Linked DNA regions of Mus musculus: all the other regions are linked to region 1. Evidence: chromatin contacts called from public HiChIP or PLAC-seq and promoter capture Hi-C data. All regions are on one chromosome and are shown on one strand. The core of a region is the stretch at or near the end of the contact, and the rest is flanking DNA. Distances in the headings are between cores, read along the strand shown. Region 1 holds the start of Col11a2 (collagen, type XI, alpha 2). Region 2 holds the start of Skiv2l (superkiller viralicidic activity 2-like (S. cerevisiae)). Region 3 has its middle 26 kb from the start of Cyp21a1. Region 4 overlaps Tnxb (tenascin XB).

Region 1 (4,091 bases), core at 933-3,432:
AGCCAGGTCTCCTTAGGTTTCAGCTTCCCGGGCCCAAACTCGATGATGGAACGAGAAAGTTTGCTCCCACACTTCCCACACCATCTCCACAGCAGAGAACTCCCACAGAGAGTGCTTGCAAAAGTGTTGGTAGAAGTGTGGGGCGGGGCAGAGGCCAGGGCAGTCAGGAGAGCAGAGCCTGGTGGGGTGGATGAGGTGGGGCAGGCAGGAGAGAAAAGGCCCTTTGAGTCCAGGAGCTGAGGAAACCGCGACCTTCCCCCCGCCCCTGAGGAGCCTGGCCCCAAAGTGTAGCAGCTTTGCAAACACTGACACACAAGGGCAGCTTTGAGAGAGTACGGTGAGGGAGACAGAGACACAGAGACTCACAGAGACCCCGGGCAAAGGAGACCTGAGAGGTCCCCACCCTCCGCCAAATCCTGATGGAGGACAGTTCCACGCCATGCTCACAGCCCACCCACCTCAAGCCACATACTAACCCCACTGTCTCAGACCCACTGCCACTCCACCTATCCCCTTGAGCCCCCAAATGCCCTGTCCTATACCCTCAGGAGTTCTTAGCTAACCATCTCCCTGGAGTCCCTCCCCCCACCTCCACTCAGTTCCCAAATGGAGACAGTTATCTTGGTCATCCCCCTGCCTCAACTCTGTAAACACTGTGTACTTCATTCATCTGCTCTTTCTTTAGTCTAACCTAGATCCTTTACACGGTCATCCTGCCAATTTTCTCTCTTGAGCAGAGAAAACATGAATAATGGATATCTATACAAAAATCAGACAGACAGACAGACAGACAGACAGACAGACAGACACACACACACACACACACACACACACACACACACACACACACACACACACGTATTCCAGGAGAGAGGAACTGGTTCCTTTCTGCTTAGATCCAGTTATCAAATCCTCTTTTCTAGGAGGCTTTCCCTTCTAGGAGGTAAAAAGGGGAAAGATGGGGCCAGTGGACACCAAGGTCCCACGGGAGTCCTGCTGGCTAGAGGGGAGGGGCAGGAATGCAAAGAGTTGGCTCTGGCCTCAGACACCTGATCCTGGCCTGTCCAGCGGCCGTCCTGTTGGCAGCCAGCCCCCAGGCTCCCTAGAGCCAGCCGCGTGGCAGCATCCAGGGCACAGGGAGGGGTTGGGGGACCCAAAGAAGACGGGACAGTGGAGGTAGCTTTCTTCTCTAGCCTTCTAGGCTCCAACCTACAGACGTTCACCCCATTTCCTCTACCCATCAGTCCTGGTATTCACTACCCTGACATCAGCAAAGCCTGGACAAAACTGGCTTTGGCCATCTCAAGTTCTTCTAAGGATCCAAACCAAGAATCCAGCCTACTCAGCCTCTGGACGGTGGCTCCTGTTGGCCGGCGTCACCTGCCCTCTGCCAGTCATTTCAGAGAGGGAGACAGTCCTATAGTGGCTCCAAGGAACCAAAAGTGTCATGCCCTTCATCTAAATCCTGGTGCCCAAAATCCCTTTCTTAAGGCTCAGATGCTCCTACTCCAGGCATCAGAGGTCCCTTCCAAGCAGATGCTACAACCTCCAACTGACTGACACCCAGGCAGGACTCCTCTTACCTGCCCATCCCGGGGCAGCGCTCAGACCCAGCACCAGAGGTAGGAACAGAAGGAGGCGGTGGCAGCGGCTGCACCGCTCCATGGCTCAGAATGCCAGATCCCAGGCAGTCCTGGTGCTGACAGCAGACAGAAGCCAGCTGAGCCTCGGAACCAGGACCCCGGGATGTCAGCAGCTTTCAGTGGCCCAGCTCCATGCAGCAAGGTGCCGTTGTGGGGGCACCTCTTCTTGTCAGTGCTGCTTGCTCTTCGGTGGCCGCTACTGTGTGCCCCTGGCCACCCTGGCAGCTCAGAGACCCCAGCTCGCCCCCGCCCCTAGGTCCAGCTCCCGCCTCCTGACGCCCGCCCACAGCCACCAAGGGGAAACCCCACCCCGATCTCCACCTGGGCAGGAGAGTGTGAGGGTTGGAAACCTTCCTCACTCGCTAGCCCTGGAATGGTACACCCCTACTCCTGGAGGGATTAGGTAGCTCGCGTGCCCCCTCAGATGGCATTTGTGGGAACAGAATATATCTTCTTCAGCCCCTTCACTTTTATGATCCTATAGTCCTTTCACACCACGGCAGCTGCCCTTGGGGGCCCAGAGCCCCTATGAAGAGTCCGGGGAGGGACTCAGGGCACAGTGGGACAGAAGGGGCGGGCCTACGGGCGACCGTTCCACGCCCACTCGTAATCAGCTCTCCATAATTACCTCCCTCGTCCTGCCACATGTAATTACAGAGCAGTCCTGGGCGGGGTGTTTATAGACCCAGCTATAGATAGCGACCCAAAGGTGGGGGGCGTAGGGTCGCCCTGCGGAACGGAGAAAGCTGAGATGGGTGACGTGCTAATTGCCCCCAAAGATAAAAATACTGGACTAGGTGAAGCAGAATGAAAAGGGGTACGGGGTGGGGGGGGGCGATGCTGATGGAAAGGTCTGGCAAAAGAGGGTCACTCAGGGTCGTGGCCGTTCTAGGAGGGTATCGCTGAGAGCAGCGCACCCCTAAGCGTGGGCACAGTGCCGGGTCTGCCAGGAGCCTGTGGCGAAGCCAGGGTGAAAGCTGAAGTGACCAAGACGCCGCCGCCCGCTGGCGCTGGAAGGGCACCGGCAAACAAGGCGCCTTTGAAAAGCAGCCGCTCTCCCTCCTCCCTGGGCAGCCCCGCCCCCAACCTGGCACACCCTCTCCCCCTCCCGACAAAGCACGCCTTGTGTCCCCCACCCTGCACCGGCTCTGTAGGCCCAGGGAACCTCAGGCCGTGGCAGCATCCAGGGAACATGTCAGGGTTTCTCACCGGATATCCCCACAGGTAGATGCCCTGGTGCCCACCGCCCATATAGTTATCTCAGTCCAGAAAATGGCTATTTTAACTGGAAAGCAACTTTATGTGCAAGTGAAAGATGGGAGGGAACCCCCAAAAGAGGTCCAGGGCAAAAACCATGCAGCCCAGCACCCAACTCTGCAGGCTGGCCACCCCCATCAATGTCCCCACTTGCTCCCAGCCTAGCTGTGCTGAGGACTAGGGAAGAGCTGTAGGGCCACCCGAGGCAGAGCCCAGGGAGCTTTGGGACAGCCCACCTGAGGGGCCTCCTTGCCCACATGCCATCTCCAGCCCTGACATTTAAGTCAACCTGGGGATGTACAGTACTTCTTTGAGTCTAACTCCCAGTCTCTCCTCACAGGAAATTAAAAGAGCAATGGGTTCCTCCACCTCCAGCAGCCCCTTCACTACCCCTTTATTCTTCAGTCTGACTGCAGGAGGGACTGTGGAAATGGGGCTGACAGGAGTCAGAGGCAGGTCCCTCCTCTGCCCCATCTGTCAAGTCTGAGAGGATAAAGGCTGTCAGAGCCCTGCTCCCATGATCATCAGCTTGGGGGGCCTGCCCCACAACACCCCTTTCTGGGGGAGCTCTGTTCCACTCTTCAGAAGGGAGTGAGGCCAAATGAGAAGGAAGCAGGGCAGTGCTTTGTGCTGGGGAGCCAGGATGAAGAATCACCTGCACCATGGGAGACCCCGACAAATTCAGAGACTCAAGGCCACTGAAGGTAGACATATAGTCCTCACAGGGATCTGGGGTCCCCTCTGACTTGGAGACCAAACGAACCCTGCTAAGTGTTGCCAGATCCCTGGCAGGCTGGGCAAGTCCCCTCCTGCTCTGCACCTGTCCCATGGCTCTGCCCCCTGCCCAGGCTCAAGTCCTCCTCAGTGACACTCGGTGTGCATCTGGGCTCAGGCTAGCTGGTGGGGAGCCTCAAGCATCTCCATGAGGAAGGTGTCAATGGGGGTGTCGCCAATGAGCTTGAAGAAGAACAGGTGCTCCAGACACTTGAGGCCGATGGAGCGGAGGGCAGGAAGACGTAACAGCAGCTTGGCAAACCTGAGGTGGGGAGGAAGGGAGTGAGAGCCAGCACCACCCAGGCCCTGGACATACCCCAGCTTCACAACCCCCACCTCCCCCTTGAGGTGTCCACAGCCCCGAGGCCCTCACCGGCCCTGCTGCTCAGGGTACTTCTGCTTGCAATAGGTCTCCAG
Region 2 (4,091 bases), core at 566-3,065, 810 kb before region 1:
AACAATGGCTAGACTGACAGCCAAGAATAATCAAGGGCACTAATCACTCAGGGCTGAGTATAAGCAACACTTTCTGATGCATAAGCAGCTAGTAAACTGAGACCTCACAGAATTACCCAACACAGACAGAAAAGATACTTTAGACAAAGAAATTGGGGTTGCAAAAATGCAGAGGAGGTTTTGGAAGGCAGGTTTTAAGAGAAAATAATTCTCTCTTTTGACAGGTATGGTGAGCTGATATTTCAATTCTATACATGATGTGAAACCTCGGAAGTGTTTTCAATGGATCAGGTGTGCCTTCAAAACAGCAAAGCCAGACCCTGTCAATGAGAAATTACTCAGAGGTTTCACTAGTAAGGAGAGTGCTGAGGACGGTGTTGTGCACCTAGAGTTCCACTTCCTGAGAGAAGCTTAGGGAGGAAGATACCAGGAGCCCAGGAGTTGAAAAAACAAAACAAAACAAAACAAAACAACCCACCCAACCCGGCCACATACTGAGATCCTTGCCAGGGGTAGTGGTAGGGGACAAAGTGGAAGAGGAACTTAGAAACCATCGACAGACTTGACAAATGTTTTGCTGTGTAAATAGTACAGAAGCCAGAGGTGAGGCAGAGCCATTCCAGGCTACCCAAAGCCACATATTTTCAATCCAGCCTGGGCTAAGTGTGAGACCCTGTCTGAGGTGGAGTGGTGTGTCAGAGATGAGAGATTTTAAGGCCTATTAAATGCAGTTGGTTATCTAAAAGCGAAGGGAGGGAGGTAGAGCAGACAGGAGGAGCACATTTACTTGGGCATTTGATGGTTCACAAGGCTCTGGGTGGTACTGAAGCCACAGGGACGATGATAATTCCATTGGGGATGACCAGAGAAGAGGGAGGGTTCAAATAAGACTGGACGATGCTGCCAAAGCTCCACTGAGAGGTCCCCTTCCGGTAGGAGGCAGGAGGACTCCCATGGCCTTACAGTCAGCCCAGGTGTCCCCAGAGTCTGGAGAAGCCGGGCCACCACGCTTAACTAACTCCTACCTTCTTCTTGAGTTTGTTGAACTTCTTCTGCAGTGCCTCTTCCTCTTCACTCAGCCCCGGAGGTATCACCAACATGTTGGCTCCTGGTTCAAGGGCAGAACCCAAGACATCATTCTCTACTGTCACCATTCAAAATTCACACGTCGTCCAACTTGCGTCCATCCTGTATGCACCCCAACCTCCAGGCCCGCCTACTCCAGCCTCTGGCCTTTCCCTAACCCCTCGTTCCTCCGAGGCTGCTTGTCCAGCCTCCTGTTTATGGTAATCAACCGGCATTCCCGCCTATGTCCAAGGTCCAGACACTAGAGCCTTGGGGTACCTCAGCCCGGAGAAGGGAAAGCACTCCCTGCGACGCCAAGGCGATGGCTCCCGACCCCCATGCCCAATGGGGTTAGGTCAGCCAACCTCGGGGTCCGATGGGCAGAGAAGGCGGCCGGGCCCGCGTAGCGCTATCTGGGCAACCAGAGGAGGAGGAAGAAGAACCAGGGGCCGCGCGGGGAAGGCGCGAAAGATGTGAGACGAAGCCCTCACCTGAGGGGGCGGCGCCCGGGCCCGCGGTCTCCGGCGCCGCCGCGCGGGCTACTGCGCGCTGGCTCGCGGCGATGACGTAAAGGGGCGGGACACGCGGTAACCAAGGCGGCGAGTCGCAGTGACTTCCGCCCGGCCTTGCCCGGCTCCGAGTCAGGCTTCGGCGCCGCTCTCGCCCACGCTCCCGGCGGGGAGTGGTGGAGGAGGGGGCGTGTCGGAAGTAATTTCAACTTCCGCCCTTCTCGGGGCGGGGCCGGCTCCGTGGTTACTCTGAGTTTCCGGGCTGCTCGGGAGCTGCCGCGGCTCCAGGATGATGGAGACGGAGCGACTCGGTGAGGGGGAGGGGAGGAGAGTGGACGGGAGAGGAGAGGAGAGGAGGGGAGGGGAGGGAGGGGGGTCCGCGGAAAGGACTAGTTAGTAGACAGGAATGACTTGTGGCTTTTAACCTGTGACCTTTCCCTTGTAGTTCTGCCTCCCCTAGATCCCCTGAACTTACCCCTTCGAGCTCTGGAAGTGGGGTGCACTGGCCGTTGGGAGCTGCTGAACGTGCCAGGGCCTCCAGAGAGCACTGTGAGTGACTTTTGACCCTCACCTTTGACCTATGAGCCTAAAAGAAATTCCACCCTGCTCACAGGAGGATGTAGCTTGACACTGTCATCTTGGCCTCCGGCTCATGCTGGACAGATCCCACTCTACTGGAACTCCAGTAGGTCGGAGCGGGGAGTGCTGGAGACGCGAGCTCTCAGAGCTGCCCCTTCACCTGTATCTTTCCTCCTAGGAGGTTCCTTCTCTCTGCATAGCTCAGAGCACTTGGCTCTTTTAAACTGAAGCCTGGCGTGGCTCACACCCTTATTCCCAGCACTTGGGAGGTGGAGGCAGGCAGATCTCTTGAATTGGAGGCCAGTTTGATCTACATACCAAGTTCTAGGCCAGCCAGGGCTATGTAGTGAGATCTCATCCCCAAAACAGAAAGAAAAGAAGCAGAAAATTTAAGACTGGCAGAATGACTTATTAGCCCAGAGATTCTCCACCTTTGATTCACTACCCATTTGAGGGTGGAATGACCCTTTGACAGGGGTCACATCACATATCAGATATCCTGCACACCAGACATTTACATTAAGATTCATAACAGTAACAGAATTACAGTTAATAAGTAGCAACACAATTATTTTTCGGTTGTGGTCAGCACAACAGGAGAACCGGTGCATTAAAAGGTGGCAGCATTTGAGAAGGTTGAGAATCACTGGCTTAGCCTATTAAAGCGCTTGCCCATGCAAGTCTGATGAGACACACGTAAAGGCAGCGAGAGAGCCAGCTCCACAATGTGGTCTTCTGACTGCCATGTGTGCATGCGTGTACCCATGTCCACCCATTACACACAGACCTATACATACTAACACATACTACTACAAATAATAAGAATTCTAAAATGCGAATTCTCAGTTGAGCACATAGCTCACTTGGTATAGCGCTTGCTCAGCATACACAAAGCCCTGGTTTTGATCCCTGGCTCTGCATGATAGTCAGGTGTTGGTAGCTCATGCTTGTCACCCCCTCACTTGAGAGGGGGAGGGATATGTGTACACACACACACACACACATCAAGTTGGATGCAAACATGGGTTTCATGAGAGCCTCTCTCAAAATAAGAATGCAGATTGCTGTGTCTGGCCTCTGTGTGTCTGAAATCAGTGATTTACCTTAGTTGGTATCCTGGGACATCTACCATTGGATCTGAACACAAGTTCCATCGCCTCTTTTGTCTACACGCTATCCTTTATTAACCAACTTAAGGTTTCTTCTTTTTTTTTTTCTTCAATTTATTTATTTATTTTATATACGAGTAAACTGTAGCTGTCTTCAGACACACCAGAAGAGGGCATCGGATCTCATTACAGATGGTTGTGAGCCACCATGTGGTTGCTGGGAATTGAACTCAGGACCTCTGGAAGAGCAGTCAGTGCTCTCAACTGCTGAGCCACCTCTCCAGCCCCCAACTTAATACTTCCTATCTCGCCCTTGTCCCAGCTCCCCCATGGCCTCCCTCCATGCGCCCCAGATCTGTGCCAGGAAGCAGAGCAGCTGTTTCTGTCGTCTCCAGCCTGGCTTCCTCTACACGGTGTAGAGCACTCAGCTCGGTGAGAAGTCTGCAGCCTCCCAGATTGGAGAGATGGACCAATGGAAGGAAGCTGGGATAGGGAGAAAGCCGACTCCAAAATTCCTTTCCTTCTCTCCAGAAAATGGCAGAGGAAGACGGATCCCTGGTCACTCCTGGCTGCCGTGGAGACTCCAGTCCCATCTGACCTTCAGGCCCAGAGACACCCAACCACAGGCCATATACTGGGCTATAAGGAGGTGAGAGGTCAGAGGCCCCAAGAAATGGAATTGGGAGGAAGGGTCAGAAGCAGGCTTGGTCTCACTGGTTATCCAACCTCTTGTCTCAGGTCCTGCTGGAGAACACAAATCTGTCAGCTACAACCTCCTTGTCCCTTCGCCGGCCTCCAGGGCCAGCCTCCCAGTCGCTATGGGGCAATC
Region 3 (4,091 bases), core at 472-2,971, 740 kb before region 1:
TGGCCTCCAGGTTGTACCTCTGAGGCCACCCATCCCTAGCCTTTGTAGAGTCAAAGTGGCCGTCCTGGAGAGTCTGGGGTGTAGTGATCCTATCGTTACTGGATCTTCCAGGAGTGGCTTCTCTGGGGATTCTGCACAGCAATCTCCTTCTCAGGGTCCTACGACTCGAGAGAATTGGGTCCCCAAAGTACACCCAGTACCTAAAGTAGAAGGCTTGGGGACTCATGTGGCCTCAAAGCGGCCATCTGGTCACTGGAGGCTGGAGAGGACTGAGCTATCCTCGCTGCCCCATCTGATAGTCAGACTGCCCATTTCCAGATCCTCAGGAGGCAACTGGAGCATGTGTGTCAGGAGCCAAAGCACTGCTCATTTCCTCTGACCCAATAGTCTCAGTTCTGGGCATTTATCCTAAGAAAATTATTAAAAGTAGGGGAAAGTTACAGCATGGAAGAATTCATAACAAGATTCTTTTTTTTTTTTTTTTTTTTTTTTTTGGTTTTTTGAGACAGGGTTTCTCTGTGTAGCCCTGGCTGTCCTGGAACTCACTTTGTAGACCAGGCTGGCCTTGAACTCAGAAATCTGCCTGCCTCTGCCTCCCGAGTGCTGGGATTAAAGGCGTGCGCCACCACGCCCGGCTTCATAACAAGATTCTTCATGACAGCAAAATGTGTCAGGACCCAAATAACCCACAATGGATGATGACTGGTTTACTTACAGGCCTTTCATCAGAAAGCATCAAATGACCATTAAAATGGTGATTAGTGAAGACTGTATGGTCACAAGGTAAATGACTAGCATCCAACAGGCACCCAGAAAGTAAGAGTCAACTGCTTGGGAGCACAGCCAGCTGAATGGGAGCACAGCCAGCTGAATGGGAGCATTGAAGATGTATGGGAGCACTTAGGATGTGAGGGAGCACTCAGGCTGTATGAGAGCATTCAGGCTGTATGGGTTTACTCAGGCTGTGTGATAACATTCTGGCTGTATGGGAGCACTGAGGCTGTATGGGAGCACTGAGGCTGCATGGGAGCACTGAGGCTATATGGGCTCACAGATGCTATATGGGAGCATAGCCAGGTGCATGGGAGCACTTGGGTTGTGTGGGAGCAATGAGGATGTATGAGAGCACAGCCAGCTGCATGGAAGCACTCAGGCTGTATGAGAGCACAGCCAGCCTCATGGGAGCACTCAGGCTGTATGGAAGTACTCAGGCTGCGTGGGAGCATTCAGGCTTTGTGGAGCATTCAGGATGAGTGGGAGCACTCAGGCTGTATGGAAGCACTGAGCCTGTATGGGAGCACTGAGGCTGTATGGGATCACTTAGGCTGTGTGGGAGCATTCAGGCTGCAGACTTAGTGTGTGGCCTGAGAGTGCAGAGCAGGAAACTCGCTTACAGCTTACACCTCAGCTTCTGTGGGTTTGGTGGTGGTAGTGTGTGTGCCAGGAATGGAGTCCAGGGCCTCATGGGATACTCAAGCACTCACAGTTGCTAATGATGGTTACTGCTCAAACACTAGACCGAGCTTCTCACTTGCTGGTTTTCAAGCTTTGCATAACCTGTCATGTCCCTCACACTATGAAAATACAGGCTTGAAAAGAGACTATTGAATCATATCAGTAAGTGGGAGGGGAATGGGAACGGACAGTGAGGGAGGTGGGAAAATGAGCGAAGGAATGGGAGAGGGGATATGGGAAAGCAGGGACATGTGTCCCTTATGAGCCACTCCCCTTGTTGTGAGTTGAGAATGGCCTTGTGAGGAATGACAAGAGACAGGACCCTGAGCTGAGAATAAGAACTAACAGTTTACCCCCAGTCACAAACTCTAGCTTCCCCATGCCCCTTGTTTCTGAAGTCTGCTGAGAGCAAGGGCAGAAACAAGACCTGTCAAGCCAGGGACTGTGAGATATGACTCCTCTACCTAGACGGTCACAGGCACAGAGAGCCACAGGCTGCCGGCTCTGTGGCTGAGCAGCCTGACCTGCCCCACACAGTGATCTGCTCTTGACATCTCCAGGAAAGCAGGCTGTGTGACAATGACCCAGGGACCCAAGTGTGCATTGTGATTTGTTCCCTAGCTGCTTAGGGACTGGCAAATTTAATTTTTTGAGAATTAGATATGAATTGCATTGCCAGGGTGACAGGAAGACAGATGGAGTGCTAAGGAAGAGACACTGCATTTTTCTGTTTTTCTGTGATTAAAAAGGAATGCGTGGAGGGGAAGGAGAAATGCTTGCCACGTTGGAACATTTGTACAGTGCAGAGCAGACGAAACCAGAAAAAGGCAGCCCAGCAGTGCTCAGAACAACACTGAATTCTGTCTCACAAAGCACTGCCGTGGGCGCTGTGGGCTATGCTCCCTTCCTCCGGTTCTCCACAGTGTGATGCTTGCCGGCTGGTTGTGATTAGGACCCTTACAGGACTCTCAGCCTATAGTACCTCTTCTCTCCTTCCTCTTGCTTTTTACTTTCAGACTCACACTTTCAGAAGTGCAGGCCCACTGTGGTGGGGAGGAGGGTATGGTGGAACAGAGCGGCTCACATCATGGAGGCCAGGAAGGAGAGAAAAGAAATCCAGGAGAGTCCAGGCCAAGAGACGGGTCCAAGAAAATGTCCCCAGTGAGCTACTTTCCCTGCCAAGTGCCCACCCTACTTCCCATTAGCATCTAACAATGCCACAGAGCACAGGTCCATCAAGTTACTGAAGTGGTGTGTGTGTGTGTGTGTGTGTGTGTGTGTGTGTGTGTGAGAGAGAGAGAGAGAGAGAGAGTGTAAGTGTGTGTGTGTACGTACATGTGTGGGTTTGTGTGCATGTTTGTCAGTGTGCATATGTTTGTACATATGTGTGAATGTGGTCATGGGTGTGCGTGTGTGTGTGTGTGTGTGTGTGATTGTGTGTGCATGTGTGTCTGTGTTCACAACAGAGTGAGGCAGAGGCAGCTGGTGAACAAAGGCCAAGGCTGTGAAGGGGAATTCAATCTTAGCCTTGTAAAATAGGGAAAACAACCGAGAAGCTGACCACACATCCCTGAGGAAGGAGATATGCTAAAGCCCCAATTCACACTCACCTGTCACACCTATGGTAGACACGTGGCCCACAAGATGTCCCTCATGGAACCCATACAGGTTCATCTTGTACTTGCGCCCAGGATCCAGGTCTCTCACGATGACCTCCCTCTTCTGGCCCCTGACATGCATCAGCTGGGGCCACCCATCATTTTCCTTGTACAGGACAGTGAAGGAGTCAAAGTCTCCCTGGGGGACGGTCCAGGAGAGGCTCAGGGAGACGATCCTGTCACTGTCAGCTCTCCCAGGCTTGGTTCCTTGGTGGGCTCTGGGGCCTCTATGCTGGGCTCTGTTAGGCTGGGGGGACTCTTCTCTGCAGCTGAGAAGAAGACAGAGAAGTGAACAGGGTTCTGTGTCCCCAGTCTTGGGCAGGAGGCAGAGACCATAGCTACCAGGTGACCTGGAAGGCTACCAGCACAATAAAACACTCCATGGTCCTGTTGTCTAGGAGCTAGCTCTAGGGGAAAGGAAGTGGGCCACAGCCTTGACCATGGCTCTCATCCAAGGCCCTCATCCCCACTCCTGTCACCAAGGAGCTAAGGTTACCTCTTCTTGAGTTTTACCTGAGTTTTCCATTGTCCACTCACCTGTCACCCCAATAACAGACACGCGACCTACACGCTGACCACTGTGGATGCCATACAGGTCATCTTGTACTTGTGGTCTGGCTCCAGGCCAGAGATGGTGACCTGGTCCTCATGCCCTGGCACCTGCACCACCTTGGACTGCCCATCCCCATTCTTGTATTGGATCATGAATTGGTCAAACTGTCCCTCCGGGACCATCCAGTGTTACCTCCTTCCAGCCTAGCAAGGCTGGCTGAGACCATCCACCAATGAGGCAGAGCCACCTGCTGTGCTGCTTCTTATCCCTCTCCTTTGATATGCCACTACCTGCCACCTGCCTGAGGCTGAACCGGCTCTTCAAGATCTTCCAGAGTTAGCACAGAACTGTGATCTTCTCGAGTTCCTACTAAAAGGCTGATCTGACAACTTGAAAGGAATTTTGCGTGACTGGGAATGGGCCTC
Region 4 (4,091 bases), core at 445-2,944, 660 kb before region 1:
CCCTAGCCTTGTAGAGTCAAAGTGGCCGTCCTGGGGAGTCTGGGGAGTAGTGATCCTGCCATTACTGGATCCTCCAGGAGTGGCTTCTCTGGGGATTCTGCACAGGGATCTCCTTCTCAGGGTCCTACGACTCGAGAGAATTGGGTCCCCAAAGTACACCCAGTAGCTAAAGTAGAAGGCTTGGGGACTCAGGTGGCCTCAAAGCAGCCATCTGGTCACTGGAGGCTGGAGAGGACTGAGTTATTCTTGCCGCCCCATCTGATAGTCAGACTGCCCATTTCCAGATCCTCAGGAGGCAACTGGAGCATGTGTGTCAGGAGCCAAAGCACTGCTCATTTCCTCTGACCCAATAGTCTCACTTCTGGGCATTTATCCTAAGAAAATTATTAAAAGTAGGGGAAAGTTACACCATGGAAGAATTCATAACAAGATTCTTCACGACAGTAAAATGTGTCAGGACCCAAATGACCCACAATGGATGATGACTGGTTTTCCTACAGGCCTTTCACCAAAAAGCATCAAATGACCATTAAAATGGTGATTAGTGAAGACTGTGTGGTCACAAGGTAAATGACTAGCATCCAACTGGCACCCAGAAAGTAAGAGACAACTGCTTGGGAGCACAGCCAGCTGCATGGGAGCACAGCCAGCTGCATGGGAGCACTCAGGCTGTATGGGATCACTTAGGCTGTGTGGGAGCATTCAGGCTGCAGACTTAATGTGCAGCCTGAGAGTGCAGAGCAGGAAGCTTGCTTACAGCTTACACCTCAGCTTCTGTGGGTTTGGTGGTGGTAGTGTGTGTGCCAGGAATGGTGCCCAAGGCCTCATGGGATAGATAAGCACTCACAGTTGCTAATGGTGGTTACTGCTCAAACGCTAGATTGAGCCTCTCACTCGCTGGTTTTCAAGCTTTGCATATCCTGTCATGTCCCTCACACCATGAAAATACAGGCTTGAAAAGAGACTATTGAATCATATCAGTAAGTGGGAGGGAGATGGGAACGGACAGTGAGGGAGGTGGGAAAATGGGCGAAGGACTTGGGGGAGGGGATATGGGAAAGCAGGAGATATGTGTCCCTTATGGACCACTCCTCTTGCCGTGAGTTGAGAATGGCCTTATGAGGAATGACAAGACTTAAAGAGACAGGATCCTGAGCCAAGGGTAAGAAGGAACAGTTTACCCCCAGTCGCAAACTCTAGCTACCCCATGCCCCACAAGCCTGCAGTCTGCTGAGAGCAAAGGCAGAAACAAGACCTGTCAAGCCAGGGACTGTGAGATATGACTCCTCTACCTAGACGGTCACAGGCACAGAGAGCCACAGGCTGCCTGCTCCGTGGCTGAGCAGCCTGACCTGCCCCACACAGTGATCTGCTCTTGACATCTCCGGTAAAGCAGGCTGTGTGACAATGACCCAGGGGCCCAAGTGCTCATTGTGATTTGTTCCCTCGCTGCTTAGGGACTGGCAAATTTAATTTTCTGAGAATTAGAAATGAACCGCGTTGCCAGGGTGACAGGAAGACAGATGGGGTGCTAAGGAAGAGACACTGCATTTTTCTGTTTTTCTGTGATTATAAAAGGAATGTGTAGAGGGGAAGGAGAAATGCTTGCCATGTTGGAACATTTGCACAGTGCAGAACAGACGAAACCAGAAAAAAAGGCAGCCCAGCAGTGCTCAGAACAACACCACATTCTGTTTCACAAAGCACTGCCGTGGGCGCTGTGGGCCGCACTCCCTTCCTCTGGCTCTCCACAATGTGATGCTTGCCGGCTGGTTGTGATTAGCACCCTTATAGGACTCTCGGCCTGTGGTCCCTCTTCTCTCCCTCCTCTTGCTTTTTACTTTTGGACTCTCACTTTCAGAGGTGCAGGCCCACTATAGTGGGGAGGAGGGTATGGTGGAGGGTGGGGAGGAGGGTGCAGTGGAACAGAGCAGCACACATCACAGCCGCGGCCAGGAGGAGAGAAAAGAAATCCAGGAGAGTCCAGGCCAAGAAACAGGTCCAAGAAAATGTCCCCAGTGAGTGCTTTCCCCACCAAGTGCCCACCCTACTTCCCATTAGCACCTAACAATGCCACAGAGCATGGGGCCATCAAGGTACTGAAGTGGTGTGTGAGTGTGCGTGAGAGTGTGTGTTTGTGTGTGTGTGAGACTGTGTGTGTGTACATGTGTGAGTTTGCATGCACATGTGTGACTGTGCATATGTGTGTACATATGTGTGAGTATGGGCATGGATGTGCATGTGTGTACATGTGTGTGATTATGTGTGCATGTGTGTCTGTGTTCACAACAGAGTGAGGCAAAGGCAGCTGTTGAACAAAGTCCAAGGCTGTGAAGGGGAATTCAATCTTAGCCTTGTGGGATAGGGAAAACAACCGAGAAGGTGACCACACACCCCTGAGGAAGGAGATACTCTATAGCCCCACTTCACACTCACCTGTCACACCTATGGTGGACACAGGGCCCACACGACGCCCCTCATGGAGCCCATACAGGTTCATCTTGTACTTGCGCCCAGGATCCAGGTCTCTCACGATGACCTCCCTCTCCTGGCCCCTGACACGTATCACCTGGGGCCTCCCATCACTGTCCTTGTACTGGACAGTGAAGGAGTCAAAGTCTCCCTTGGGAATGGTCCAGGAGAGGCTCAGGGAGTCTGGGGACGATCCTGTCACTGTCAGCTCTCCTAGGCGTGGCTCCTCTGTGGGCTCTGGGGCCTCTGTGGGCTCTGGGGCCTCTGTCCTGGGCTCTGTGGGGCTAGGAGGCTCTTCCTCTGCAGCTGAGAAGGAGACAGAGAAGTGAGCAGGGGGTGCTGGAGAGACAGCTCAGTCATTAAGAGCACTGACTTGCTCTTCCAGAGGTCTTGAGTTCAATTCCCAGCAACCACATGGTGGCTCACAACCATCTGTAATGGGATCTGATGCCCTCTTCTGGTGTGTCTGAAGACAGTGACAGTGCACTCATAAATAAAGCAAATCTTAAATTTAAAAAAAAAAAAAAGGAAGAAGAAGAAGAAGAAGTGAGCAGGGTTCTTTGTCCTCAGGTCTTGGGAAGGAGGCAGAAACCATAGCTACCAGGGGACTTGGATTCTACCAGCACAATAAAACCATCCATTTTCCTGTTGCCTAGGAGAAGGGGCCAGCTCTAGGGGAAAGGAAGTAGGCCACATACTTGTCCATGGCCCTCATCCCCACTCCTGTCACCAAGGAGCTAAGGTCACCTCCTCTTGAGTTTTACCTGAGTTTTCCATTGTCCACTCACCTGTCACCCCAACAGCAGACACAGGGCCCACACGCTGGCCACTGTAGATGCCATACAGGTTCATCTTGTACTTGTGGTCTGGCTCCAGGCCTGAGATGGTGACCTGGTCCTCATGCCCTGGCACCCGAACCACCTTGGGCTGCCCATCCCCGTTCTTGTACTGGATCACGAATTGGTCAAACTGCCCCTCAGGGACTGTCCAGGAGAGGCTCAGGGAGTCAGGGGTGGCATCTGTCACAGTCAGCTCCTCCAGGCGAGGTTTCAGGGAAGAGGCATCAGTAGGCTCCTCTTTGGGGTCTGGGGAAGACGTAAAACAGAATCTTTGCTGTTTATGGAAGGAATTTCCAAGTCCCAACGCTCTTAAATATGGGTCAGAAGGAGGCTGTGTCTAGGCCTGGTCATGTTCTCTTCCTGTTTATAATCACCAGGGCTTCTCCACGGTCTTCTTTGGAAATCAGACAGGTCAGGTCACCTTGGCTCTCAAGGCCTTGGCATATCGTAGCTCAGCCTTCCTTTACGCTATTTTATTTTATTTTATTTTATTTTATTTTATTTTATTTTATTTTATTTTTTAAGGCTGGGCTTCACATAAGCCAAGGTGGTCTTCTGCTGAAGAGATACAGAATAGGCTTAACTCCTGATCCTCCTGCTCTCTCTGTCCTGCAAGGGCAAGGATAATGGGTGTGTGTGTCACTATGCCTAGCCAGATCAAAAGCTTCTTTTGGGGGTGTCAGAACAAAAGTCCTGAAACTAGACTGTGGGGGTCCATGCTAGGAAAATGTGCAAGTGTGTTTCTGGTGCACCTCACACAGATTATTTTGATGGCACCTA

Evidence for each region. Promoter capture Hi-C pulls out the DNA fragments that hold promoters and counts their contacts. HiChIP or PLAC-seq counts read pairs in DNA pulled down with a chosen protein or histone mark.
Region 2: an H3K27ac HiChIP or PLAC-seq map of embryonic stem cells shows a contact between it and region 1, with 3 times the contacts expected there. The contact joins the promoter of Skiv2l here to the promoter of Col11a2 in region 1. A contact is called at or near these places in 10 of 39 promoter capture datasets (HPC-7-derived erythroid cells, embryonic stem cells, hippocampal neurons and 5 more), 6 of 484 Hi-C or Micro-C datasets (B cells, CD4 T cells, cortical neurons and 3 more), 23 of 115 datasets of contacts at active chromatin or transcription factors (astrocytes, bone marrow-derived dendritic cells, bone marrow-derived macrophages and 14 more) and 5 of 9 other capture datasets (adipose tissue, embryonic stem cells, liver and 2 more).
Region 3: a promoter capture Hi-C map of hippocampal neurons shows a contact between it and region 1, with 4 times the contacts expected there. The contact joins the enhancer-like site here to the promoter of Col11a2 in region 1. A contact is called at or near these places in 4 of 39 promoter capture datasets (hippocampal neurons, liver and pre-B cells).
Region 4: a contact with region 1 is called in a promoter capture Hi-C map of hippocampal neurons, with 2.3 times the contacts expected there. The contact joins the enhancer-like site here to the promoter of Col11a2 in region 1. A contact is called at or near these places in 6 of 39 promoter capture datasets (embryonic stem cells, hippocampal neurons, liver and 2 more), 1 of 484 Hi-C or Micro-C datasets (liver) and 1 of 9 other capture datasets (adipose tissue).

The regions. Positions count from the first base shown.
Region 1 is chr17:34,037,229-34,041,319 of GRCm38.p6, reverse strand. Col11a2 (collagen, type XI, alpha 2) reads right to left here and starts at 2,182. Exons shown (of 65, transcript NM_001317722.1): 1 at 1,584-2,182. The coding sequence starts at 1,665. Rxrb (retinoid X receptor beta) reads right to left here. Exons shown (of 10, transcript NM_011306.4): 9 at 4,048-4,091; 10 at 2,917-3,936. The coding sequence ends at 3,789.
Region 2 is chr17:34,847,928-34,852,018 of GRCm38.p6, reverse strand. It overlaps Skiv2l (superkiller viralicidic activity 2-like (S. cerevisiae)), which reads left to right and starts at 1,815. Exons shown (of 28, transcript NM_021337.2): 1 at 1,815-1,885; 2 at 2,020-2,123; 3 at 3,585-3,694; 4 at 3,794-3,911; 5 at 4,001-4,091. The coding sequence starts at 1,864. It overlaps Nelfe (negative elongation factor complex member E, Rdbp), which reads right to left and starts at 1,628. Exons shown (of 11, transcript NM_001045863.1): 1 at 1,431-1,628; 2 at 1,026-1,108. The coding sequence starts at 1,100.
Region 3 is chr17:34,776,316-34,780,406 of GRCm38.p6, reverse strand. It overlaps the pseudogene Tnxa. Among named protein-coding and RNA genes, the nearest start is that of Cyp21a1, 26 kb to the left of the region's middle. Within about 2 kb of position 1,721, at least 27 of the 459 cell types and tissues checked have an H3K27ac peak or open chromatin away from gene starts, as enhancers often do. A contact at or near this core is called in hippocampal neurons, where this site is marked.
Region 4 is chr17:34,697,559-34,701,649 of GRCm38.p6, reverse strand. The region is part of intron 16 of Tnxb (tenascin XB); the gene reads right to left. Among named protein-coding and RNA genes, the nearest start is that of Gm24389, 12 kb to the right of the region's middle. Within about 2 kb of position 1,694, at least 59 of the 459 cell types and tissues checked have an H3K27ac peak or open chromatin away from gene starts, as enhancers often do. A contact at or near this core is called in hippocampal neurons, where this site is marked.